Linked DNA regions of Mus musculus: region 2 is linked to region 1. A link is a contact called in public HiChIP or PLAC-seq data. All regions are on one chromosome and are shown on one strand. The core of a region is the stretch at or near the end of the contact, and the rest is flanking DNA. Distances in the headings are between cores, read along the strand shown.

Region 1 (4,915 bases), core at 1,796-4,295:
AGCAGAAGAACAAAATGGTAAGAGATTTAGGCACAACCTATATAAATGAATCAGTTTTTACATTCCTTTGCTTCATCATGCTAAAGAAGAGCCAATGGAGAAAAGCACTAACACTTTATATGACCTATCTTTCTCAGTAAAGACTGAACACAAGCCTAATGCTTTCATTAACATTTAGAGAATTGAGCCCAGATTGTGTCTTTACCTCTTACTATATAAAAAGTCTGAGCAATGATGCTCCTATATCAAGAATGCAGGATGAAATCTCTCAAAAACTCTTGAATAATATCAGTTTCTCACTGTTGGTCATCATACTGAAAATTTGCTCTATAGCTAGGTTTGCATATGAAAATCTGTTATGATACATTTCAAAAATAGACATCCAATCCTACATAAGATTCAGATTCTTTTTAATTTTTTTGTTTTGTTTTTTGAGACAGTGTGTCTTTGTTTAGCCTTGGTTGTCATGGAACTACCTCTGGAGACTAGGCTAGCCTTCAATTATAATTTGGATTCTTAGTCAGCAAGAAGCAATATTCAAAGATTCCTACATATTTCAAATTTATAGGAAAGGAAATTACTAGAAACAGAAATTAATGATTGTTGGTGAAGATGGAAAAAGATTGAAACTCTAATTTGTGATTATTGGAAATGGAAATTGGTGCTGCTAATATGCAAAACAGTATGGGAATTCTCAAAAATAAATCCAACAATTCTGTATGTATTAGAACTAAAAGCAGGGGTTTGAGCTGGCAATTTGTACACCCATGCTCACAAGCTGTACTGTTTACAATAGCCAAAGACAGAAACAACTTGAGCCAGTGAGTTTGTGCAACTGGTAAAGGCATTTACTACCAAGTCTAATCTGAGTTCACTCCTTGGGACCTGCCTTCAAAAACAATGGGCTTCTGACACATGCTACAGGGAGGATGAGCCTTGAGGATATTATGCTAAGGGAAATGTAATAGTCACAAAAGGATAAATTCTGCTTGGCTCTAGTTGGGTGAGGTGCCTACAGCATCATAGATATAAGACAAAGGAAGAATGATGGCTACCAGGGGCTGGGCTTGAGAGGGAAGCGATGAGGAATTAATGGACCATGGGCTAGCATTTAGTCTTGTAAGTTCTGAAGGGTTTCTAGTGATGGACGGCAGTGACAGGTATCTAACAACAGAATGCATTTAAAGAAATCGCTGAACTGTACATTTAAGATGATGGAAATGGCAAACTTTAACTTATATGTGTCTTATAAAACATCAAAAATAATTAAAATTGATTTGACTATTGAAGAATATGCTATTTGCATTACACACCCATACACACATACATACACATATACACACAGCAGCTGAACTCCATAGTTTCCCCTCATCTTAGACTATTCCAGTCAAGAAGAGGAAGGAAAAAAAGGTAATTCTTTGTGCTTGAATCTGTCCAAACACTTATTTAATTTCTCATGTGATTAAAAAAATTAAGTATATACTAAATAAACGGCTTGTTTGTACACTCTGACAGCCTATAACAAATCTAGCCATTAATAAAATATCTGGGGTACATACTTGTGTAAATCATTCCATGATAGTCAACTTGTTTGTTTGTTTTGAAACAGGCCTCATTATGTAGCTCTGACTGTCCTGAAACTTGGTGTGTAGATCAGGCTGGTCTGGAACTCACAGATATTAGCTTGCCTTTTAGCTTTTGAGTGCTGGAATTAAAGGTGTGCACCATCCTACCTGGCTGATAATGAGGAGTTTTCGAAAACATATCTTTCAAAGGCAAAAATCAAACTAATAACAATCAAAATTTAAAACTAGAAAAATATAACAAAAACACCACAAACCTACAAATTATAGCATAAATTGTTTAAGAAGGTATTTCCCTCTGCCATAAAAAAGCTGTCTACACGTTTTTAAAGTTACCTACATACAAAGATAGGAATAATATGACATAATTTCCAGATATCTCCCTGTTTGTGGTACAGAAAATCAAACCCAGGGCTTTGCCCATTTTCTCATTGAGCAACATATCTAGCCTCACATAAATTTTACATAGGTTTAAGGCTCCACCAATTAAAAATGGGCAAAATCCTGAAGAATGATCTTGCATCCCAAACAACTAACTGGGAAATAAATCTATCAAAATTCTTTCAGGACAATTAGAAGGCAGATAAAACCCTGACCCTGACTCAAGCAAGTCCATACTTGCTGATAGAAATTTAGCTTTGGTTTGAACTAGGAAACGAGGAAGAACTGGACCCTTGCTAGAAGACAGGTTGAGTTTGCCTATCAGTTGCAAGCCTGAGAAGCCATGTGGTTGGAGTCAGCTCAGTAAGACTGGCTACAGCTTGGCAGACCCTGAAGCAAACATCTCAGACTTAGATGAAGCAGAGGCCACACAGGCCGTCCAGGAATTTGTGTGGAACTCAAGCGTAAAATCTGTTGGATAGACACCTGGGGCCTGAAGGTGGGTGGGGGTTGAGCATGGGGAAGATGAAAGTGAAGGCAGGGAGCTTTGGTTCCGGTGGAAATAAGTACTAGAAGCCCAAAGCCAGGTTTGTAGACAGTGAGAACTCAGACAAATGGAAACATAAACTAGTCAAAGATCCCAGGCAGATCTGACCGGATGCCAGGAGGAAGAAGGTAGACAGCAACAGGCAGAGGGGGCATGGGAGAACATCAAGGGCAAGCTGCTTTGATGTGAATCTGATCAATGGAGTTGGGGGTTCCTGTTTTTGGATTCCAGCCTAGAATCTGAAAGAGAACAGAGTATGGACGTGCTTGCCAAGAATGTTCCTGTTCCTGTGTAACGTGCAGAGGCATGTGTTTGTTTTGCTTCAGCCTTACCGAAGTTTTGCTTCACTTTCTGTTCCCCTAATTGTTTCAGCAGGGCTGGCTAATCCCAAGGGAGCAATCTGGGGAACAATGACACGTATTATCTGAGCTACTGTAACTGCAGTAAACTTGACACATGGTCCTAGCAGGTGTTGCTCTATAGCTATTGTTTCCTTTCCCTTCAAAGAAAGACACCTGGCTCTCTGTTGACTTAGCAGGCTGAAGAGGGACTGTAGTGGACAGTGAACTGTTACCACAGAAGGTATTTACTTAGACCCAGGGTGCTAACAGTCCTGCTTTATTGCAGAAACATCAGAAGCAAATGAAATGCCCAAGAGAGAAATACAGGGCACAGCCTGACTATGAGGCGAACAGCAAGTCACAGAAGAAGAAACTCACGGTGAAGCAAAATGAGGAATGTGGGCCCTCATTGGTTCTTTGTCCCTGCACCCAACCCTCTCCTCCATCTAAACCTGGGCTCTAATGCCTCCATTGGTACCCAGTAGCCTCCTTCCAGGCCCTTTCTCCACACTCTTACCTCACCAGATGAGCACCAGTGACTAGGTACGTATCTGTGTGACCTGCCTATATGGATCTTCCGCTCCCTTGTCTTTGAGAACTGAGGACTGCTTTGCTCCATCTTCCATCTGTCCTGATCCATTTCATTTTCGATGAAGGCTGACTCCTCCCAGACTGCAACCAGTTGAGTTTTCTGTCCTACTTTATGCTGATCTTCCAGAATCAATCTAACTAATGACAGTTGTTCATCCCTAAGCACTTTGCCTGAATCCTTATAGATGGAGCTGCTTGTGCTGTGTACCTATCTCAGAAGGTATATCTTATCTGTTAGGTGGGTCTGTTATTTCCTTAAGAAAAATCTAGTGAAACCACACCATCGACATATAGTATACAGCCTTCAGTACTCAAAATTACTATTTTGGAAAGTAGCAGGTTGCAGCTATCAATCCATAAAGTACTACTTTGAATATAAAGAAATCAGTATAATTTTAAAACCATCTTTAAAAGAATCAGTGAGGAATTTATGAGTCTTGTAATAGTTCTGTTTTGGGGATTGAAGCAAAGGATTCTGAGTAATAAAATGATAGCAAAAATGGAAGTTGCAGACACATGGAAATATATTGAAAACAGCTAAGCATGTCTCTTGCTAGACATAACACAAAAAATATACACTTACTTACAAGCTGTTCTTCAGCAGTTAGGTCATATTTCTAGCTAAGAATACCCAGCAGAGATGAATAATAACTGGCAATCATCTTTCTTTCTCCTACTTAAACTCTTTATGCTAGAACAGCAACAAAGTCTACTTCAAACTAGCCATGCATGTAATTATGGGGTGGGCTTGTGTTTCCTCAGTAGCTTCTTTTAGTTTCCTATCAAGTGAAAGAGTAAAACAAAGTTAAAATAAACTTGTGCCAAACTAATTCTTATATCATTTTTTTGGGACAATCATATAATGTTACTCAGGGAAACAACCCACTTTTGGAATTTTAATTACAGGTTAAATAATTACTGTTTTTGCTTCCATGAAACAACAGCTCCCCTTACTTTGAACTTTCATTCTCTGAAAACAGCAGCTGCTCCTACGTCTTCCTTCTCTACTGTGAATGTAGTCTTGTAGGAATACTAGTGCTTGAAGATGTGTTTGTATTATTTGTTTATTTATGTATGTATGTGTGTAATGTCACGGTGTGTTTGTGTGTGTGTATATCCAAGAAGGTGAGAAGGCATTTGAACCCCTGGTGAGGGAGTTGCAGGAGGTTGTGAGCCCCTTGATGTGGGGAATGAGAACTGAACTTAGGTCCTCTGGAAGAGCAGAAAGGGCTCTTAACTGCTAAGTCATCCCTCTGCATAGTTTTTTTTTTTCTTTTTTCTTTTTTATTCTCACATTTTAGTGTTTCTGATCCTAATATTGAATAGAGGAAGTAGCCTGCACTCAAAGTCCAGTAAATACACTATGAACTGTTTTTCACTCTCATTTACTTTCTTTCTAAAATATTTGCTTTAAATTTATTTTTATTTCATGTGTGTGGATGTTTTGCCTGTACATACATGTGTTTCTGTCC
Region 2 (4,386 bases), core at 1,740-4,239, 190 kb after region 1:
CAGTGAGGAGAAAGAAGTCTACACATGTTTGGTATGGATGCCATCCTTCTACAAACACTTGCAATCTGAGACAAGATGAATCTTTGGACATATAAGCTACAGAATCAGAGAATCAACTCTGTTCGAAAATTTTAAATTAGAAATATAAAATAGCCGGGTGTGGTGGTGCACGCCTTTAATCCCAGCACTCGGGAGTCAGAGGCAGGCGGATTTCTGAGTTCGAGGCCAGCCTGGTCTACAAAGTGAGTGCCAGGACAGCCAGGGCTACACAGAGAAACCCTGTCTCGAAAAACCAAAAAAGAAAAAAAGAAAGAAATATAAATATAAAATATAAAGAAATATTTTATATAAAATATTTATATAAAAAATATAAAGAAATATAATTTTACATGATATAATAAAGCAATGATGGGGAAAAGAAAATTTATTCTCAGCACATTATTTTACAGGTGGATGTATATTCTTGTAGAAAGAGTTTTCTTAGTGTATGAGCGTCTCTGGTTTCAGTGGCACACACACAAACACATGCATACAGAGCTAGATTAGATGTCACACTTGGACAGCTTGGACAGATGAAATGCTTAACGTCTATCTGTAAGACTTCTTAGATCAAGTTCCCATCTTCTTGCCACATAAAACCCTTTATGCCTGACCATTGAAAGTAGTTTTTTAAATTTACAGTATACTTGCATCATTTGTCATGCCATCTTATCCCTTTTACCCCTCCCATGTCCGATTGCTCCTCCCAAATTCATGGTCTCCTCTTTAACCATTATTGATAGGTATTGCTATACATACATGTAAACAGGAATAGGTTTTTTAGTCCATTCAGTGTTATCTGTATGTATGTTTCTAGGACTGGTCACTCTATTTTGAGTGGCATGGGGAGGTTCATTCCTGTAGAAGACTAATTTCCCCTTTCTTGGAATTATAAATTGCCTATAACTCTTCATCTAGGTGCGAAGCCTTGTGAAATTTCACCCACTTACACTGGGATATGAATTACTGTTGGAATTGTTTAGGTCTTGTTTAGGCATCCATGCTGTTGAGACTTCATAGATATAGCTTACCTGTCATATCTACAAGGCACAATCTTACAACAGAGTCCCCCTTTCTTTGACTTTTACAAGTTTTCCTTCTTTTCTTTTTCAATATTTCCTGAGCCTTGATATAGGAGTTATGTTGTAAATGTATCCATTGAACTTAAGTAGAGTTGTTTCCTATGAATCTTTAGTTGCCTTTACAAATAAGAACACAAGCCACTCTCTTCAATTTTTCAGAATAGTATCATTTTATCACCTATATACCTGCTAACTAGAAGAGAAAATTTATTTCCAATGAACACAAATGTGTACCCTTGTAAAAAATAAGTGTGCATGCCCTCGTCCAGCCCAGTCCCTGTGTAGGAGTATAGGTGTCTCTATATCTTCTCATCTATATCCAGTAAGGGAGATTCTCTCCATCTGTCTGTCTGTCCATTTGTTTGTCTATCTGTCTGTCTCTCTCCTCTCAGGTGCTTTCTCATTCTTTCATCCTACCCCTCTCTCATCATGTTATATAGCTCACAGTATCCACCCACTTTGTAGCCCCAATTGACCGGGAATTCATGATCTTCTACCTCAACCTCCCAAGTATGGGATTGCGCATCTAAGTCACCATGTCTGGCTTCAACAAAGGACTTTTATGGCAGGAGACTGAATTATAATAATGGAGAGACATGGGTCTCTATACAAACTATACAAAGTAGAGAATTTCTCTGAAACTTCACAGTATATGTTTACATTCAAATCCATAATGAGTTTCTAATTTAGAACAAAGTCAATAAAGATTTATAACTCTTTCCCCAGAATATTTCATTCCCAAGTTTTTCAATGTTTATTGACATTTACCATATAGTTTAGAGTTTCTCACCACAGCATTCCAGGTTTAAAAATATTCATGTGAGATTTGAGAACACTGTCTCAATAATTCCAGTTTAAGCCTTAATTTAAACCCAGGCATCCAAAACCCATGGGTTACATAGTTATCAATAACTAGAAATGAGCTGGTCATGTGGCTTAGTGGTAATGCTAGAGGGATAACAGTATAATATTATCAGCTAAGATAGTATGCAGTGTATTAATTGGCTCTCAACTATTCTACATGTTGTATTCCATCACTCTAAACTCACAAGTATACACCACACTCTCAAGTTAGTAATGTCCATTTAATGGGGAAAAATTCACAAAAATTTGTCATTTTAATGAAAATGCTTTAGAGAATGTTTTAAACATATAGTGTGAATTAACTCATAGAAAACGTCCTGCCTACATGCAAGATGTTTCAAACCAAACAGAATCAACTCAAGTGTGACTTACTGAGCTTCCTGGGGGCTGACTCCAAATAGCCTGTGACAGGCAGGATGCATCCCCTGCCTCAGTTTTTCAAATATGTTCTTTCAGCCAGTCTCATGCTTTACTTTACTTAAAAGAGCATGAGGAAACAAATCTGCCAGTCACATTGAGGACATGATAGCGCATGGTCAAACAGAAACACCTGAGGAGCAGCAGCAGCTTCCACTTAACTGTTCCAATGACTGGAATAAAAATCAACAACCCCCACACATTGCTCAGTGCTGTGAACGGTTTATGTTAGGCTGGTGGCTAAAATCGGCGAGAGATAACAAGAACCCTAAAGCTCTAAGTGAACGTAAGAGAGGGAGTGACACATGTCATTATCCAAAATATGTCTCTATAGCAACCAAGTGTGGAACAACAGGAAAGGGAAACATGGCAGGACATCTCAAACCCCATTAGATCTCCAAAAAGTAACAGGTCACCTGCAGCTACCTTTAGCTTGAAGTGTCAGGAGAATAAAGAAGAACCAACTCCACTGAGGAAAAAAACAGCCAGCGTGAAATGGACACTGTGTTCCTCCTATCTGGTGATCTGCAACTGCTGTGATGACTCACAGAGTAGCACAAAGGCAGCTTCGTGCTCTCTGAGGCACAAACGGCACGTCCGTCCAGGAAACAGCAACATCTTCTGCTTTCACTAAAACTTGGCCGAGCGCTTACAGCCTTGCACTTCCTGTTTTCTCCTTCTTTTAATCAGCTGAGAAAATGAATCTGTTCCTGCAATCCTCCATGACTCACCATGATGCTTTCAATTTCGAAGATTATCCTGAGATTCATCCCGGGCCAGTGTTTTCCTAGCCAAACTGTGAAGGGAACAGGGAGCATGGCCAGGGTCTCTCCAGCATCCTGGAATGGCAGTGGGTGGGGCTGGACCCCAAGACTGGTATTTTTGTTTCTCCTCTTTTCTTTGAAATGCTAGAAAGGAAAACCTCTCTTACCTACTCCTCCGCGTGTTTGTACATGCAGGTAGCCAGGCCTCAGGGTTGTGACCACTCAGTTCTGGAGTTAATCACTGACAATTGGACGAAGTAATTCTTCATGAATTTTACCCCAGTTGAGATTGAATCTTGCACTTTTATTTTTGGAATGATAATTATTTCTACCTTTCTTCTCTATTTTCAGCCTACCTGTTTAAGACAAAATAAAAGGGACCACACGGGATGTATGATTTTATTTAAGCAAGTTAAAACACTGGACCACCAAAGACTTGAACAGAGACAAAACCAGTAATAACAAAAGAAAACAAGCAAAACCTATTTGTCTTACTAACCTAAAGTCAAAGTACTTATGCTACTCATGATGAAACCTGACCCAAGAAAAGATTCTAAGAGGGAAGTCTCTGCTCTATGCATATTAAGGGCCACAGGAAGAAAGGGACCAACTCGCTTAGAAAACTGAATGAGAAGACTGTCTGAAGTAGCATAGACCACATTCTTTACGGAGATATGTGAAGCTGCTCTCAGCCTGGAGACAGACAACCTTTGGTTTCTTTTAAAACACCTGCTCCTCCCATCCTTCTCCCAGTCCTCTGGAACCCTGAGAGACAGGCCCAGTGTGGTTTTAACAGAAAAGTTGAATGGTGGTTAAATTCCCTCTCTCTATCTCTTTCTAGAAGCCATCTGGGAGGAAGCCACTGTGATTCTAGCCACTCCGAAATCTACCCAGGGACTCTCCTTTGGGTTGAGGTCTAGTACTTATTTAAAACAGTTAAAGTAAGTGACCACATTTAATCTGAGATTTTCGGATCCCTACAATCATGCCCTAGTGGAAGAGTAGACTTATTTTCATCATGGAGTTGAGCTCACCATTGGCAGAAAGTAGATGGCAGATGGTTGTGTTACCGTCATAGTGCCTTCAATCTAGATGGAAGCCACCATGTCACTTTGATGGTATCTTGACTAGTCGGCTTGCTGTCTAAATTAAAATAAAATATTTGCTGACAGATGAAGAGAACAGAAATGAGATTGGGAAAAACCGTAAGGCATAGGAAT

Evidence for each region. HiChIP or PLAC-seq counts read pairs in DNA pulled down with a chosen protein or histone mark.
Region 2: a contact with region 1 is called in an H3K4me3 HiChIP or PLAC-seq map of the 230-238 cell line, with 10 read pairs. The contact joins two enhancer-like sites. A contact is called at or near these places in 1 of 15 datasets of contacts at CTCF or cohesin (large pre-B cells), 33 of 484 Hi-C or Micro-C datasets (B cells, the C2C12 cell line, CD4 T cells and 20 more) and 6 of 115 datasets of contacts at active chromatin or transcription factors (the 230-238 cell line, astrocytes, embryonic stem cells and 3 more).

The regions. Positions count from the first base shown.
Region 1 is chr6:58,996,331-59,001,245 of GRCm38.p6, forward strand. All of the region lies in intron 2 of Fam13a (family with sequence similarity 13, member A), which reads right to left. Among named protein-coding and RNA genes, the nearest start is that of Gm52905, 21 kb to the right of the region's middle. Within about 2 kb of position 3,046, at least 72 of the 459 cell types and tissues checked have an H3K27ac peak or open chromatin away from gene starts, as enhancers often do. A contact at or near this core is called in the 230-238 cell line, B cells, the CH12 cell line and 1 more, where this site is marked.
Region 2 is chr6:59,182,487-59,186,872 of GRCm38.p6, forward strand. No RefSeq gene overlaps it. Among named protein-coding and RNA genes, the nearest start is that of Tigd2, 24 kb to the right of the region's middle. Within about 2 kb of position 2,990, at least 141 of the 459 cell types and tissues checked have an H3K27ac peak or open chromatin away from gene starts, as enhancers often do. A contact at or near this core is called in the 230-238 cell line, B cells, the CH12 cell line and 1 more, where this site is marked.